Regions from separate parts of the Pan troglodytes genome. Here region 2 is linked to region 1. Evidence: chromatin contacts called from public Hi-C data. All regions are on one chromosome and are shown on one strand. Each heading gives the region's core, a stretch centred on a gene start, on an enhancer-like site or on the middle of the called end of the contact. The rest is flanking DNA. Distances are from core to core; before and after follow the strand shown. Region 1 overlaps LOC107970166 (a long non-coding RNA gene). Region 2 overlaps SMYD2 (SET and MYND domain containing 2).

Region 1 (7,778 bases), core at 3,691-6,190:
ATTTGGACACAGAGACAGAGACACAGGGAGAACGCTGTATAAAGACTGTCATAAAGACTGTCATTACACTGTCGCAAACCAAGTAACAGCAATGATTGTTGGCAAACTGCCAGAAGCTAGGAAGGAGGCATGAGACAGAATTCCCTTCCCATCCCTCAGAAGGAACCAATTCTCCCAATACCTTCATCTCAGACTTCTGGCCTCCAGAACTGTGAGACAATAAATTCCGTTATTCTAAGCCTCCAGGTTTTTGATACTCTGTTATAGCAGCCCTAGGAAACTAATATAGTAATAAGATACCATATTGGAATGGCTTATTTGTGGCTTCACTAAAGCAGGAGTTCATCCTATAGAATGGGAAAACTATCAGCATTGAACTACTGTATCAAGCTATGTCCCCAATAGCTAAAATATACAAGTCTAGAAGCCAAGAAATGGAAAAAGAATTGGCTCTTCTCACTATCACTACAAATAATCCACATGTTCTTCCCTTTCCTTCTACCTTAGGCTCTACTGGGTAAAGTGGGGAGTGGGGAACACTACTCCTAGTGACACATAAGGGTTCCACAAAACCTGATGCTGTAACTCGTCTCTTTGTTTTCCTTATGTGGGTGGACCAGCAGGAAAAGAAAAGAGTTATAATACTGGTAAGGTTAGTCAATCCTGATTATCATGAGAAACTAGACTTGCTGCTACATAAAGGGACATGGAAGAATATGGAACTCAGGGCATCCACTGGGGTACCTCCATATGCTTTTATGTCTAGTGAAAACAGTGAGCAAGCAAATGCAGCCGTCACAGCCCAACAAAGGAAAGGCGACCCAAGGCCAGACCCTCTGGGATGAAATTCTGGGATTCCCCCATCAGGCAAATAAATTATTAATAGATCGGATAATGCTGATCAAGGATAGGGAAATCGAGAGTGGGTGGTGGATGAGACAACTGACAAATGTCATTTGGAGCTTGGGACCAGTTGTAATAGCAGGGACCGCAGCTCATTCCATTAACTCTCTGTACAAAGTCTTTTTTAGATATTATGGCCACCATATAGGGACAAATAGATCTGAACAGGGTAAGAGGTGGACTAACAATTACCTTCATGTCACCTACTTGGCCCATTTCTGATTTCAGCCACAGATGTGCTAGGCAATTCTTTGTGGGCACAGACTCTTTCCAGCTCAAGTGCAAGTCACTGGTTTCTTGGTGTGTCTCTACTCCAGAGCTTTCTCAGAAGATAAAGGAGCCTGCTCAGCCAGCACACAACCAAGGCCTGGAAATGTGGAGACAGTTACAGCTTCCAGGGGCAATTCTCAACCAATGGGATCAGAAGCCAGTGAACAAATGCCCCAGTGTTCCATCTTTCACTTGGGCAATTCCGAGAGATCCAAAAGAATCAAACCCCAGGTACTTACTGCTACAAATGGTGACATTGCATCCTTATACTTTTCCTTCTTCCCTGTCTCACTCTCCCTGACCCCACCCCTCTACCATTTTGCTTCCTGGAATCATCACCCAAATAAACTATGTCCACCAAATCTATCTTAGTCTCTGCTTCTGAAAGAACCCAAAGTAAATGGAAGGTGCCATACACTTGATGTATTCTTTTTGACCAGTGAAAAATCTATCTTGGTCCTCCAAATATTGCAAAAACTTACATTATGTAGATGGAACCTCGGTGACCTTACCTGTGAAATTAAAAGTGTAATCATAATGGGATTTGCCTGTCACTGGTAATTTAAGAGGGGGCTCTGGTAGATAATGATCATGCTTTCATGCTGGTTTTGCACATTTCTAGACTTCTTTTGATGATAAAACAATGAATTTAACACATTCTTTGGAGCAATAATTAATTTTCAAAGCTTGACATTAGGATATTCTGAGTCCTTTTAGAGAAGAAAGGCTTGGAAAAAACATTAAATATTCAACATATTGCCATAATTTAAATAAAGTCAATTACAAATAGATAAATATTCAACATCTTGGTACATTTTAAAGAAATTGATCACAAACCATATGACTACTACTCAGTGATATGAACTGAAGCCCAAGAAAAAGGACCTTACACTTTTAAAAAGCTTTTTCTATTCCTACCACTAGGTGATTCTCTATACCTAAAAAAGTCTTTGAAAGTAACCTATTTTGTCCCACACACTCTGACTCACTGCATTCTCTGTCTTCCTCTGTCTTTTCCCTCAGTGTATCTAATGTGTTTGCTCACACTTTCTTTAGAATAACATTTGGTTGTTTAAAGTGAGAAAAAAAAAAGAAAAAAGGCTCATAATCCTACAGCTTAAATAATCTTTCATATTAACAAAATCATACAATAACACACAATATGAAATTCCAGATATTCAAAAAAGACATAAAAGATGAGTTTGGGAAACTAGAATGAACACTGAACATCCACTAGTCTAGATCCTCATTTTACAGCTGAAGTCAGCAAGATTGAGATACAGTCAATGCTTGAACAACACAGTGGTGGGGGGAGGGAGTGGTTAAGGGTGCCAAACCCACCCTGTGCAAAACTTTTGACTCCCTAAAAACTTAACTACTAATAGCCTACTGTGGACTGGAAGCCTTACCAATAACATAGGCAGCTGATTAACACATATTTTGTATGTTATGTGTATTATATACTGTATTCATACAGTAATAAAATGAGCTAGAGAAAAAAATGTTGGCCGGGCGCGGTGGCTCACACCTGTAATCCCAGCACTTTGGGAGGCTGAGGTGGGTGGATCATGAGGTCAGGAGATCAAGACCATCCTGGCCAACATGGTGAAACCCTGTCTGTACTAAAAGTACAATAATTAGTTGACAGTGGTGGCATGTGCCTGTAATCCCAACTACTCAGGAGGCTGAGGCAGGAGAATTGCTTGAACCCAGGAGACAGAGATTGCAGTGAGCTGAGATAGCGCTACTGCACTCCAGCCTGGCAACAGAGCAAGACTCCATCTCAAAAAAAAAAATTGTTATTAGGAAAATCATAAAGAAGAGAAAATACACTTATAGTACTGCACTGTATTTATCAGTATCATAAGTTTACAAGATGAATCATCTGTCTGAAATGGTGGGCAACTGCAGCTGCCAACCTCAATCTACAGACCGTGCAATTCAACTTTTATATCAAGCAATTCAGCTTTTTCTTGTAATGTCATGACCTTCTCTGCTTCCTGGGAGTACTACCAATATCACTAGCAGCACTTTGTATGGGTTCCATGGTGTTATTCAAAGTTTACAATATTACACTAAACATGATGAAAAATACACAACAAGCACGAAAGGTAACTTTTTATTGTGATATGAAATTTACTAGAGATGAACTGCTCCCGTGGAGATGAATAGCCTCACACAGCATTTTAAGTTGATACAACACTTGAGCTCAATGCAATAGCAACAGAAGGTGGTTATGAAATTATCACAGTAGTACAGTATGTACTACAGTTAATTTTATGCAGTTATGATTTAATACTGCATTTTTACGTTGGTTTACATTTCTCTCGACTGAATGGTACCATGCACAGTCTGTGTTCGTAGGCGTAAGTTTTAATACATTTTAACTTTTTATAATACATTTGGGCATATTTTATGGTAGTAAATGATAAAATAGACTAGTAGCTACATATATGTTATGCATTTGTAACATATCTTTTTCTTAATGTTTTGATATTTTTAGAATATGTGGTTTCTCTGCAAGTTTTTTCAAGCTGTCAAAAATCTCCAAAAATTTTTTCAATAGGTTTATTGAAAAAAAAACCCTCATATAAATGGACCTACACCATTCAAACCCATGTTGTTCAAGGGTCAACTTTATTTCTAAAAATTAACACAAGTTATTCAGGGAAGAAAAGCAAATGTAAAAACTTTGAAAAGAGAAAACATCATCATTCTGGAATCAATTACTTCCCAGAAATTTAAAACACATTCTTATAACTCTTGCAATAGTCATTTTTACGAAGGAACTAAAATAATTTATATATTTTTAAAATCTCGATAGCTCCTTAGGAAAAATGCTTATCTAATGCTTATTTCTTCCAAAGTGTGAAAATCAATGTATGTTACATTTTCCGTTTCTTGGTTGGAAGCTTGATCCTCAAGAAAAGTGGCTTTTACGAGCCCAAGTTTCCAAAAAGACAATGTTACAGCCAAAATAAACCTCACGACTTGCAAGACAAGTTTGCTCAAGGAGCAAGTTTTTATCATCGTGTGACTAAGTTAAGGATCAATTTGTCTCTATCTCATTTTCAATAATAGTTTTGACCCAGGTGTTAGATTAACCATGGACTAAGGTACATGATTCTCCTGACCTCTATGACCACGTGTCTTCACATCTTGGAATGAAAGTGAAGGAATTCCCTAAATCAGGAATACAGCTTTAGTGCCCCTAAGAATAACATGGAGAATTTTTTTTTAATGTTTAATTTGAGGCCATACCTAGGTATTGGGGTAGATTACAGAAATCCATTTTATGAATGAAGCAGGCATCTGTGTGGTCAACAGATAACATATACATATTTCCTGGTTGACTTCTATTTTCCTGGCACCTCTCTGGTTTAACATGTGTCCCAGAGTTATTGCTGTTGTTGCTTTAACAAAAGATTATTATTATTAGCTGCATTAAAATAAGCCAGGACTGGTTTAGTGGATAACTTTGAAATAGGAGGTAGGACTCGACTCTGGAGGCAGGGCTCAGACACCTGACCTAATTGAGGACTAGTTAAAACAGGGATGGGGTGGAAACACCTTTCCATATAGGACATGCCCACCAGTGTGCCATGTCAGTTTACCATTGCCATGGCAACACCCAGAAGTTACCACCCTTTTTCTAGGAATTTCTGCATTAATCGCCTCTTAGTTTGCATGTAAATTAAAGTGGGTATAAATTTGACCTCAGAACTGCCCTCAGCTACTACTCTCAGCACACTGCCTGTGGAGTAGCCCTGCTCTGCAGGAGCAGTCACAGAGCTGCAGGACTCTTGGAGCTGTAACTCCGCCACTTCAATGTCTACCGCTGGCTTGCCCTTGAATTCCATCCTGGCTGAACCCCAATTTGGGGATCATCTGCCCTGCATCAACTTTGTACTTCCATGTTGTAGTATAGTCTTCCCTAGTAGTGTGTGAGATACACGTGCCGTAAACAGAGTTCAACGCTTAACAAGTGGTTAAGTCTGAGCTATCAGTGATAACTTCTTTCACCTTTCTTAAACCTTTCTTAAGGCACAGGTAACTAACTCCTCCATTATATCTCATGCTAGCTTGAAAAAACAAAGTGTGGTTGCATACGGTGACTTAGGACAACTAACTTTTCATCCCAAAGGATGTGGGAGAAATATTTGTTGCTGCTGTCCCTGGCACCCATCTGGTGTATGAGTCAGTTGTGCCTTGGCCCCAGGTGGGGCCTGCAAGATGATTAAGGCACAAGGCTGCCAATCTGCCAGACGGTGGGGTCAGTGTGAAATGTGGGAAATTAGAAACGTGGTGAATGTGAAATACATGCGGGAAGTGGAGGCTAAGCATGCCTACCATAAAGCTTACACAAAGTAGTGTGAGCAATCCTGCTAAAATGGTTTTGGCATATACTAGATAGGGTAAATCTACAACTATTTATTTACCCTATCATTTGGTAACACTTTTCAAAAATGTTGTGATGAACTCTCTCAGCAACAAAGAGCTCAAAAAACAAAACAAAGCAAAAAAGGCATGTTTAATGAAATTTCAAATGCAGATTTCTCATTTCTAAATAAAGTTGACGATGAAATATAACTTGCATAAAATATTTGCCAACATTTACCAGCCTCCTTGGGGCCTATAGTAATGAAAATTAGAAGACATAAATATGTTAAGGAGGCCCCAGAATTTACTTCAAACCTTAGCTGTTATTTTAAGCTTTTCTTCGACAGGCATGAAATATGAAGCAATAGCTGCTAATATATTTGGTTTAATTAACAGAACTCTGCAAACAGCTCATGATTTCTGTTTTATGTGTCACCAGCTGCTTCAAATTAAAATTTAATTAATTCCAATAATTGTTCAATATTTTCATGAAATTCAGTGACTCAAAGCTTTTGAAAGTTCGTCTGACTTTATTGTGTCTGCTATTGCAAATTCAGTGACAAAATTTGTGAGGATCATATAAATACAAATTCTGGTGATGCACACATTATATTTATTGTCAATTAGTTTATTGATAAATAAGAAATCTATAAAGCAGAAATGTTCTAGAAAGCTTTTAGAGAAACGCTATTATTAAAAACAAAACTTGGAACCAAGCCAGACATGGGAGAGTGTCTGTAGTGCCAGGCGTTCAAGAGGCAGAAGCAGAAGAATTTCTTGAGCCTACAAGTTCGAGTCCAACCTGGACAACATAGTGAGACCCTGTCTCTAAAAACAAAACAAAAACTTGGAAGCAAAGCGATATTAAAATTTATCCTATAAAAGCAAGGGAAGACTTGAGTGAATAAATAAGGAAAGCTTAATCCATTTACAATGTTTAATTTTGAAATTCTATAATTGTGCCTTAGAATATCTACATTTCTGGAATAATCTTTTGATGAAGCTTTTTGTAAAAACAATTTCATAAATTTGTATTCTATGCCAGAATGGAATGAAACTGCAAAAACTAATAATTGTGAAGCATCTATATACAAAATATTTTAAAGTATGGAGACAACTTACTAACAAGTTTTGTCTTATAAAACTATTAGTTAAAGACATCTACTCTGAATGGAGGCAAACAGGAGGTATCATATCTGGGAAAATACTTATGCTGAAATATTTACACATTTCAAATAAAAAGAATAATATTGAGAATTTCCTTCATTTAGCAGAATTTGTTCTGAGCTTACCATAAGCCTCACCACCTGAAGAAAGAGTAATTTCTCAATTGAAAATATTGTAAGCTAGATGGTAGAGTCAATTGAAAAAGAGTATAACAGGCCAGGTGTGATGGCTCATGCCCATAATCTCAACACTTTGGGAGGTCAAAGTGAGCCGATCACTTGAGTCCAGGAGTTCTAGACCAGCCTGGGCAACATGACAAAACTTTGACTGTACAAAAAATATAAAAATTAGTTGTGTGTGGTGGTGTGCAACTGTAGTACCAGCTACTTGGGAGGCTGAGGCAGGAGGATCACTTGAGCCCAGAAGGTCAAGGCTGCAGTGAGCCGTGATTGTGCCACTGCACTCCAGCCTGGAAGACAGAGTGAGACTCTGTCTCAAAAAAAAAAAGTAGGCAATTTTATGAAGAAAATTAAAACGATAAGACCACATTAAAAAAAATACACTCTGTAGAAATATCTCAGTAAGAGAGTATTGGCAAAAAACACAGCTATTCAAAGTACTTTATTTAAAGTACATGAATATGGGCCGAGCGCAGTGGCTTACACCTGTAATCCCAGCACTTTGGGAGTCCGAGGCAGGCAGATCACCCTAGGTCAGGAGTTTGAGACCAGCCTGGCCAACATGATAAAACCCCATCTCTACTAAAAATACAAAAATTAGCCGGGCATGGTGGCATGTGCCTATAATCCCAGCTACTCAGGAGGCTGAGGCAGGAGAATCGCTTGAACCCGGGAGGCGGAGGTTTCAGTGAGCCGAGATCACACCACTGCACTTCAGCCTGGGCGACAGAGTGAGACTCCATCTCAAAACACACACACACACACACACACACACACACACACACACACACACACACAGAGTACGTGAATATGTACCAACAATTATTCTGTTTGTATTATTTTTAAATTCAGGTAATCAACATAAACGTTTCAAAACTT
Region 2 (7,778 bases), core at 2,700-5,199, 250 kb after region 1:
TGCCATTACCTTAGGAAACAAAAGCATTCAAAATTAATTTGGTATTAAAGTTCAAGATTCAGACTAACCTCAAAGTATGGCATGTGCAGTGTTTAAGTGCAAGAAGTATATTCATTCCAATTATTTTACAGAGATGCTGGAGTGACGTGTGCAATTTGAAATATTCAAATCCTTTAAGGTTTCTGAACTAAGTGTTTAAATGAAAACTGAAATGCTGCATAGTTTCAGTGGCTTTCAATTTCCTGTTTGATCTCAGAAATATATGGATGATCTTTGCCGTGAGCTATTTCCATGATTGCAATGGCCTAGGAAAAAGCAAGACAAACAATGAGAGCCTAGAAGCCAATCTCCTCACACCTCCACCCGGGGTAACTTTAAGTTGGATCTCTCTGCTTTAAGGCACAGGATGCAAACTGGGCATTAGAGCCTATGTTCTCCACCAGGACCTGTTTTTTTTTATTATTTTATTTTTATTTTTTAAATTAATTTATTTATTTTGAGATGGAGTCTCGCTCTATCGCCCAGGCTGGAGTGCAGTGGTGCGATCTCCGCTCACTGCAAGCTCCGCATCCCGGGTTCACGCCATTCTCCTGCCTCAGCCTCCCGAGTACCTGGCACCACAGGCGCCCACCACCATGCCTGGCTAATTTTTTGTATTTTTAGTAGACACGGGGTTTCACTGTGTTGGCCAGGATGGTCTCGATCTCCTGACCTCGTAATCCGCCCGCCTTGGCCTCTCAAAGTGCTGGGATTACAGGCGTGAGCCACGGTGCCTGGCCTTGGTTTTTTTTTAAAAAAGGAGACAAGACTATCTGGTAGCTAACTCATCCAGTGTCTACTGCTAGGTAAAACATTCTGCAAAAATATCCAGCTGGAGAAATGATGTCATGAAACTGATTTCATGACATTCTCTTGCCCCAAGATTCTAGCTCTTTCAGTAAAACATGCTTTAAGGACTAATTTTTTTGATTATGTTCAACCCAGAAAATAGGTGATGCTGGTAAAGTCCATAGTGAATTTTATATCAAAGCTATTTTGATTTTTAGTTGACATTACTAACCTGCAAGACATAGTTAAACTATTTTTCCCTTTCGAAAAGCATACTCTTTCCTTTTAATACATATTCTAAAAACTTAAAAGAAAGGTAGCAGGTTTCATTGAGGGATGCTAGAGAATGTACTTAAGGTTTCTTTATAGTGAGGCAATGTAAAATGGTCAAGTTTCCAGTGGTTTAATCATTTCCTAGCTGTGTGGCCTTGGGTAATTTACTTAACCACTCTGTGCCTCATTTTCCTGAACTGTAAAACTGGAATAATACCTACCTCTCAGGGTTGTTAATTCAGATACAGTGTTTCGAACAGCGCCTGGCATACAGGAAGTTTATATCAAATGTCATCTCTAAGAATGTATTTGCTCTTTTGTATTCAGCCAAATTACTCAGAGAAAAAAGTATTCCCCCAGAGAATTTGTAATGGCCTGTGACTATGACAGCCATTACTATCTTTTATATATTCTCCTCCTAGATCTCAAGCCAAGAGGAGGCAGGCCAAGTAACAGTGCAAGCCTTCGGAAATCACCTGTTCCAGGTGCCGACTCTGCCCAGGCATTCATTTCAAGACTCATGTTCCTTGCTCAGATCTGCTCCAGACTTCATTGATCTATTACTTAATCACCTGACACACTTTGCAGTTGTGACCTAAATGGCTAATTCTCAGAAGACAAATTCCATGGTTTAAAACAGAAAATTTTGTTTTGTGCTCCCTTCCAGCCTGGCTGTGCCCTGACCCTTCTATTTGGGATGTGCGCCTTATTCCATCTTCGCAAATAGTCTATTGGGAAACTTTGGAGAAGGTGAAAGATTAGGCCTGCAGGCCCTGTCCATGGCCCCAGCATTTTATAAAGTCTCTTACAGGAGTAAATGGACTATCCCCTCAATTACACTGTATTGACTGTGAATTCCACATCACAAACAATGAGAATCAATACTCAGGATGATGACTCTGACCTCCCGTGATGTGAGGGTCGGGGCCTGGCTCCTGGGCAGCACAGGGCCGCCATCAAACCGAAGGCGAATGCTGCCCAGGGGTCTGGCTCCCCACCAGTTTCATCACAGCTTGAGTGGGAGGAGCCGAAGCTTTCAATTTAGACCCTCATTTGAATGAAGGCCCCACCATGCACCCTAGGCTATTACTCACTTAACCTGCTTGAACCTCACTTTCTTCATCAGGAAAGCCTCTCGTTTTTGTGAGAATTCAAAGGAAAAGCACACGAGGGTCTTGGTATGTAACTGGTCCTCAATGAACTGAGAGGATGATTAAGTGCATTTTAGAAACAGCAAATGCGCAATTCTAACATCCTAACCCTAACTCTCCATATCCTACCTCCTTGATTTCACCACAACTGGGGATCATCATTCTGAAAATCCCAAAGGTCAAACAAATGGAGAATTCCTCCAGGCACAGGCTGGGCCTGTGATCACGGCCAGCCCTCTGGATGTGGGCACCCATTCCCTTTGAGGGAGGCCTGGACACAAACACAGCAGAGGTGCACTCTCTCACTCCCCCATCACCTGCGGGACCCACCCCCGCTGCTCCCACGGCAAGAGGGTGGGTGAGAGCTGCTCACCCTCCACTGCTTCAGCCATTCAGCCTGGTGAGGCATGAAGGAGATGTGCTAAGGAGGCCGTCTGGCCACTGGGAATCCTAAGGCCGAGTTACAGACATACCTTCTTCAGGGCTTTCTCCCCTGCGGCTTTGTGTTCCAGGCCCATGTAGAGTCTCCCTAGCTTCAACCACATGGAGGCCACGTTGAGGGAGTACAAAGGATAGTGCTTACTAGAACAAGAGAAGAGACAACAGGCCACCATGTCAGCGGCTACTGAGCCGCCCCACAGGCTGGGTGCAGTAAGCCGGAGGCTGCCATGCTTAGGGCCAAACTCTGCCCACCAGTGGCCTCTCCAAATCCCACCAGGGTTTGGGTGGAGAGTGTGGATGCTGCCACCCTGCGGAATCATTGCAGATGTTGTTCATTATTTGTAGTTTGTGTGTTTCTGAAAAGCTACATAACAACTGCAGGAGAAATCCTATTCAAAAGCATTTGTAAACACAATCTTCAATCCCAGTCCAGATTTTTATATTTCAGACATACCCAGAGGAAGACCCTGGGAAAACAGCTTGTGAAGTAAATGTCCCATTTATGAAGGCAGCAATTAGGCCTATCACCTTAGGTACTCAGACATACAGCCACCCACCCAACCCCCACCCACCCCAATGTGTCTTAAGACCCCAGCTTTCTGTCACACTATGATATGGGCTGGTTTAGCAAAACAGTAAGTGCTCTGAAGTCAGAACACTTCCTGTGTCTTCTGGATGTTCTTTCCCCATTGTCCAGCAGGGGCTTTAGATACAGCAAGTGTTCTCTCCGGCTGTACCTGAAGACTGACTGATGGGGTCTGCCTGGGAAACAGCCATTTCCCTAAGAACAGGGCCCAGAGGCAGCTGGTGGGTGAGCCAGTGTGTGTGTTTACATGTGTGTAAGAGGTGTTTACTTAAAGGCTAGGCTGTTCCACCCTGTGTCTCCTGAAAGTCAGTCCAAAAAGACATGTTCTAGCTGTATTCCTGGGCAGGAGGCAGCCCTGGGACCCACGGCCCCACGGAAGACCAGAGCTGGGCTTCCGGGAGGTGGCTCACGCAGATAACGATGGGTCTAGCAGAGCAAGGCCCTGCTGGGAGAACCACAGGGCTGGGATGCTGTCTGTCTGCTCCTCTCTCCCTACAGATCTCACACAGAGAACTGTGCATGAGGCCAGTGCACTTCCTCACACACTCCAGGAGAAAAGGAAGGTTTGAGTTTATCCCCAATTTAACAAATTCTGTTTCCAAGAGCAGATTTTAAGAGCTGGCTTCCTTTGGGCTCCCCCTGCTGGCTAATCAGGGCACAGTGGGGTAAGTAGAGGGTGGAGTGGGCAGTGGACATTCAGACCAGACACAACCTTCACAGACCCTAATCTCGGAAGTGGAAGGAGACTGAGGGCTTCTCAAACTCCTGAGAAACACCTGGGATGCTTCCAGAACACAGATTTCTGGGTCTAATGCCCAGCGACCCTGATTCACTTGGCCCACTTGGTGTTGGACGTACCCTGTAAATGCATAATATCAGTGCCTTTAAAAAGAGCTCCAGTGATCCCATCTAGGCCACCTCAGCCCTGAAGCGTCTAGTCCGAGTCAGAGGACAAAGCCACAACTTCCGTCTGTCACCCACTTTTAGGTTTAGTAACCCTCTCAGGCAGGAAATCTCTCCAGGGCTAATATTCATTATTACTACAAATTAAAAAGCAACTTTTTTTTCTTTTTTCCAAACCTGGGGTGGGGAGATTAGATAACCACGGTCAACCCACTGGTCCCAGAGCTTCCCCATTTGCAAACTGGGGCTGTAACTTGAAAAAGCAAAAGAAGGGGATGGTGTGAGTAATGATGAAAAGCAGGGTTTCTGAGACCACCACTTAGTAATTAAACTTGGAAGCAGTGGGTGGGAAAAGAAGCAAACTAGTGGCTTCTCAAAACTAGCCTGAGTTAACTACTATGGATATGGCCCTGGATGGACCTGGGAGGGATCTTGCCCCAGTATCCGCTGCATAACCTCAACCTGTCTCCTTGGGATGGTGGTGAGAACAGGCCTGACTCGGGAGCAGTGCCCTGCACCAGCACCTCCAGATGTGGGTGCAGAGAAAAGGCAGCTGCGCTAGGCAAGTCTCAGCAATGGGCAGGAAGACGACACTATCGTATACATTCTAAACAACCAAATTCCACTCCGTGGATGATTAGAACAGCCTCTGCAATCACCTGTAGGGCTTAATGATTTTCTGTCCATACTGCAGGGCTCCTTCCCAGTCCTGCATGTACAAGCAGACACCCATGGCCTGGTACATCATGTGCAACATGTACACGTTACTGTCCTCAAACACAGAGCTCATCTTCTCCTGGCTGAGCTCGCAGATCTCCAGCAGCTCACTAGGGGGTGCTGTGGAGTCAAGGAAACGGCCACCGGGCCCAAGCTGCCTGGAGGCTTCCCCAGGCTGGGTTCAAGGAGTTCTTTCGTCCACTCCACTCTCACCCTTACCCCATGAAAAAGTAACTTACAGAAAGCCAAGCAAAAGTGAAAGGAATTACATTTCTCCAGAAAAAACAAATGAGGAAAACCTGAAGATCGGAACTGCTCAACTCAAGAATTTTAGCCGCAGGGTCCAGACCCCTAGTTCTGATGTAAACAATGTTGATTAAAATCACGATTCTAATCAAATTCAAATCCTCACCCAAGTTGGAACCCTGAGCACGACTCCCACTGTGGCAAAGTTCTTTCTTATGCTGAGAAACAATGTGCCTTTCTCTCATTTCCTCTCACTGGTTTTAAATTCTACCCTTTAGAGTACAAATCGAATCCCTTTTCAACTCCCAAGAAAATACTACAATACAATGGTTAAGAATATGGATTCTGATAGAGCTGGGACAAAATCCTAGATCCTATCACCATCAGCTGTGTCCTTTGGGCAAATTACTTAATATCTATCAGGCTGTTTCCTCATCTGCTGCATGGGAATGAGCAGAGTCCCTGCTCAGAGTGTGCCAGTGAGGAGAGCTGAAATAAGCAAGGCCCTTGGCACTGTGCCCTGCCCAAAGTAAAATACCCAAAGCACAAGGCCATCAAGGCTCTGTCCTTCACGGTCCTCCACCACATGAGGCTCCGAGCCAAACTAGCCAAAATAAGGGGAAATAAGATCATACAACTCCAACAGGATGGACACCACATTGTGGGTGGTCAGTACGCCTTTACACATTTACTAGGAGACATTCCTCCTTTGGTTTTCAGAATCTTAAATCCATCCTTCTCCTGCTCCCTCTTTCCAACTTCCCACCTTGCCTTGTTGGCGAGGGATAATAAGCTATCAGGGCAGTTGTAAAGGATATATTTATAGTGCTTGGCCCTCCGGAACTCTTCAATGACGTTGCGTGCATATCTGACCATGTCTCGGATGGCTTCTGCCTTTGGGGGATCGCTGAGCTTCCGGATTTCCACCTTGGCCTTATCCTGAAGGAAACGTCCACAAGGGCAAGGCGTTACCGCCCATGGAAACCACACTGATAGGGAAACCTCTCATATAATACACATTCCCACACAGCGGTCGACACTGGCCCATTCCAAGGTTACAAAAGAATGAAAGGAAATCAGGCAATGCATCTGAAGAAATTCAGTACTCCATTACCTTTTTACAGAAACAAAACAAAAAGATTAATTTTCTAGATACTCCTTATCTAAAATGTGTTGGCTATGGGCAGATATATGTGTTTACACATCTACGAATCAAGAGACTAGAATAAGGAAGGATGGCATTGACGGAACAATTTGGAAAATGCCAGGGAAACTTCCACATATTCTGGTGAACAGGTTGGAAAGCCTAAAGATTATACTCATGTGCTTTTCCCCCCTCCTCCTTTCAGCAGTTGTTTCTTTTCAAGAAAGAGCAGTTCGGCAGACCTTTCTCCTGTTTGTACAGTGTAATGGAAATGTTTTCTTTAGCTACTAGGAGCAGGTCTGAACAGAGACCTGGTCTAACTAGATTCCCTTTGGCTGTCTTTGTAAGGAGGGTTTAAAGGGTCAAAAAGATCCTAGAGGAGATCCGCCAAGTCAGACAAGCTCTTCGGCAGAGACGTCCTGAGATCAGAGTGCAGTCAGCGCTCTTGCCCAATGAACAACCTTACCTTGTCCTTGGTGGTGCACTCCTGGCACTCACAGGTGAAGAAATAAGAATCTCTTAACCGGTCATTTCTATCTTCCGTTGGGTACAGGAGATCAATATAGCTGGTAAAAACCTACGGGGTCCAAAAAGATAAAGCTTCAGTCTGCTACAGGTAAACTCAATCCTCGTCATTCCTGTGCCTTTGCAGTCACCTGCGGGGCCCATGCAGAGGATAAGGCAGGCTGCAGCAGAGGAATGCGCTGTTTACTTTAAGGCACCGAATTCCTGAACTGAGCAGCCACCTGACGTTGGCTTTCTCTAGAAGGTGTTCACTAATCCACAGCTGAACTGGGAGCTGAAGCCAAGGTGCAGGTTAGTGGAAAGAGTCTGTAGAATCAAGGAGTCCTTAAAACAGTGTCCTGGAGGGTTCAGAGGATCCCTGCCTCCCTCAGCTGCCTCTGCCTGGCCTTCATGTAGTTTCATGTTTCACCACCTGAGACGGCGCAAATGCTTCGTTGCCGTCATCACTGGATGCTGCGTGCAGGGGAGGGCATGAACACGCACACGCCACACACATGCAGCTAAGCTCCCCTTCTCCTCACATCAACTGGCAAGGGAGCAAGAGGCTCCACTCAGTGGGCTGGGACCCACAGCTCTGGGTGGCCAGCGGAGGGTGAACACATCTTCTAGGACACCAGAATGCTGCGGCCTGGCCCAGCGGGCAGCTCCTGATCCTGCAGGGCAGGGAGCTTGGAAAGTCCTCACCTTTGGTTCATGGGGCTCCACCGTCCTTGCCTTTTCCTAATGGGGTCTGTAACTAAGACTTGGAGCATATGGAGGAGACCAGCATTTAGATGTCCATTATCTACTCACTGGGACAGCACTGGCTACTCATCCCACACAATCAGGCAAATGTCTGACTGAACAGATGGATCTCATGAAGCCGCTAGCGTGCCAGTGACCGCGGGCACCACCAGGCAGGCAGGAGAGGACGCGCACAGGGCTGGGTGCTGCAGGGACAGCTAAGCTCTCCCCAGCCCATGGG

The links. Hi-C and Micro-C count contacts between places; a contact is called where the count stands out from the background.
Region 2: a Hi-C map of induced pluripotent stem cells shows a contact between it and region 1, with 2.4 times the contacts expected there. The contact joins two enhancer-like sites. A contact is called at or near these places in 4 of 7 Hi-C or Micro-C datasets (blood, induced pluripotent stem cells and stem cell-derived neural progenitor cells) and 1 of 1 other capture datasets (stem cell-derived neural stem cells).

What each region holds. Positions count from the first base shown.
Region 1 is chr1:34,519,716-34,527,493 of NHGRI_mPanTro3-v2.0_pri, forward strand. It overlaps LOC107970166 (a long non-coding RNA gene), which reads left to right. Exons shown (of 2, transcript XR_008537270.2): 2 at 1,221-1,537. Among named protein-coding and RNA genes, the nearest start is that of CENPF, 20 kb to the left of the region's middle. Within about 2 kb of position 4,941, at least 1 of the 24 cell types and tissues checked has an H3K27ac peak or open chromatin away from gene starts, as enhancers often do. A contact at or near this core is called in induced pluripotent stem cells, where this site is marked.
Region 2 is chr1:34,769,627-34,777,404 of NHGRI_mPanTro3-v2.0_pri, forward strand. It overlaps SMYD2 (SET and MYND domain containing 2), which reads right to left. Exons shown (of 12, transcript XM_003308746.7): 8 at 6,756-6,866; 9 at 5,964-6,084; 10 at 4,842-5,016; 11 at 2,726-2,834; 12 at 1-305. The coding sequence ends at 225. Among named protein-coding and RNA genes, the nearest start is that of SMYD2, 52 kb to the right of the region's middle. Within about 2 kb of position 3,950, at least 4 of the 24 cell types and tissues checked have an H3K27ac peak or open chromatin away from gene starts, as enhancers often do. A contact at or near this core is called in induced pluripotent stem cells, where this site is marked.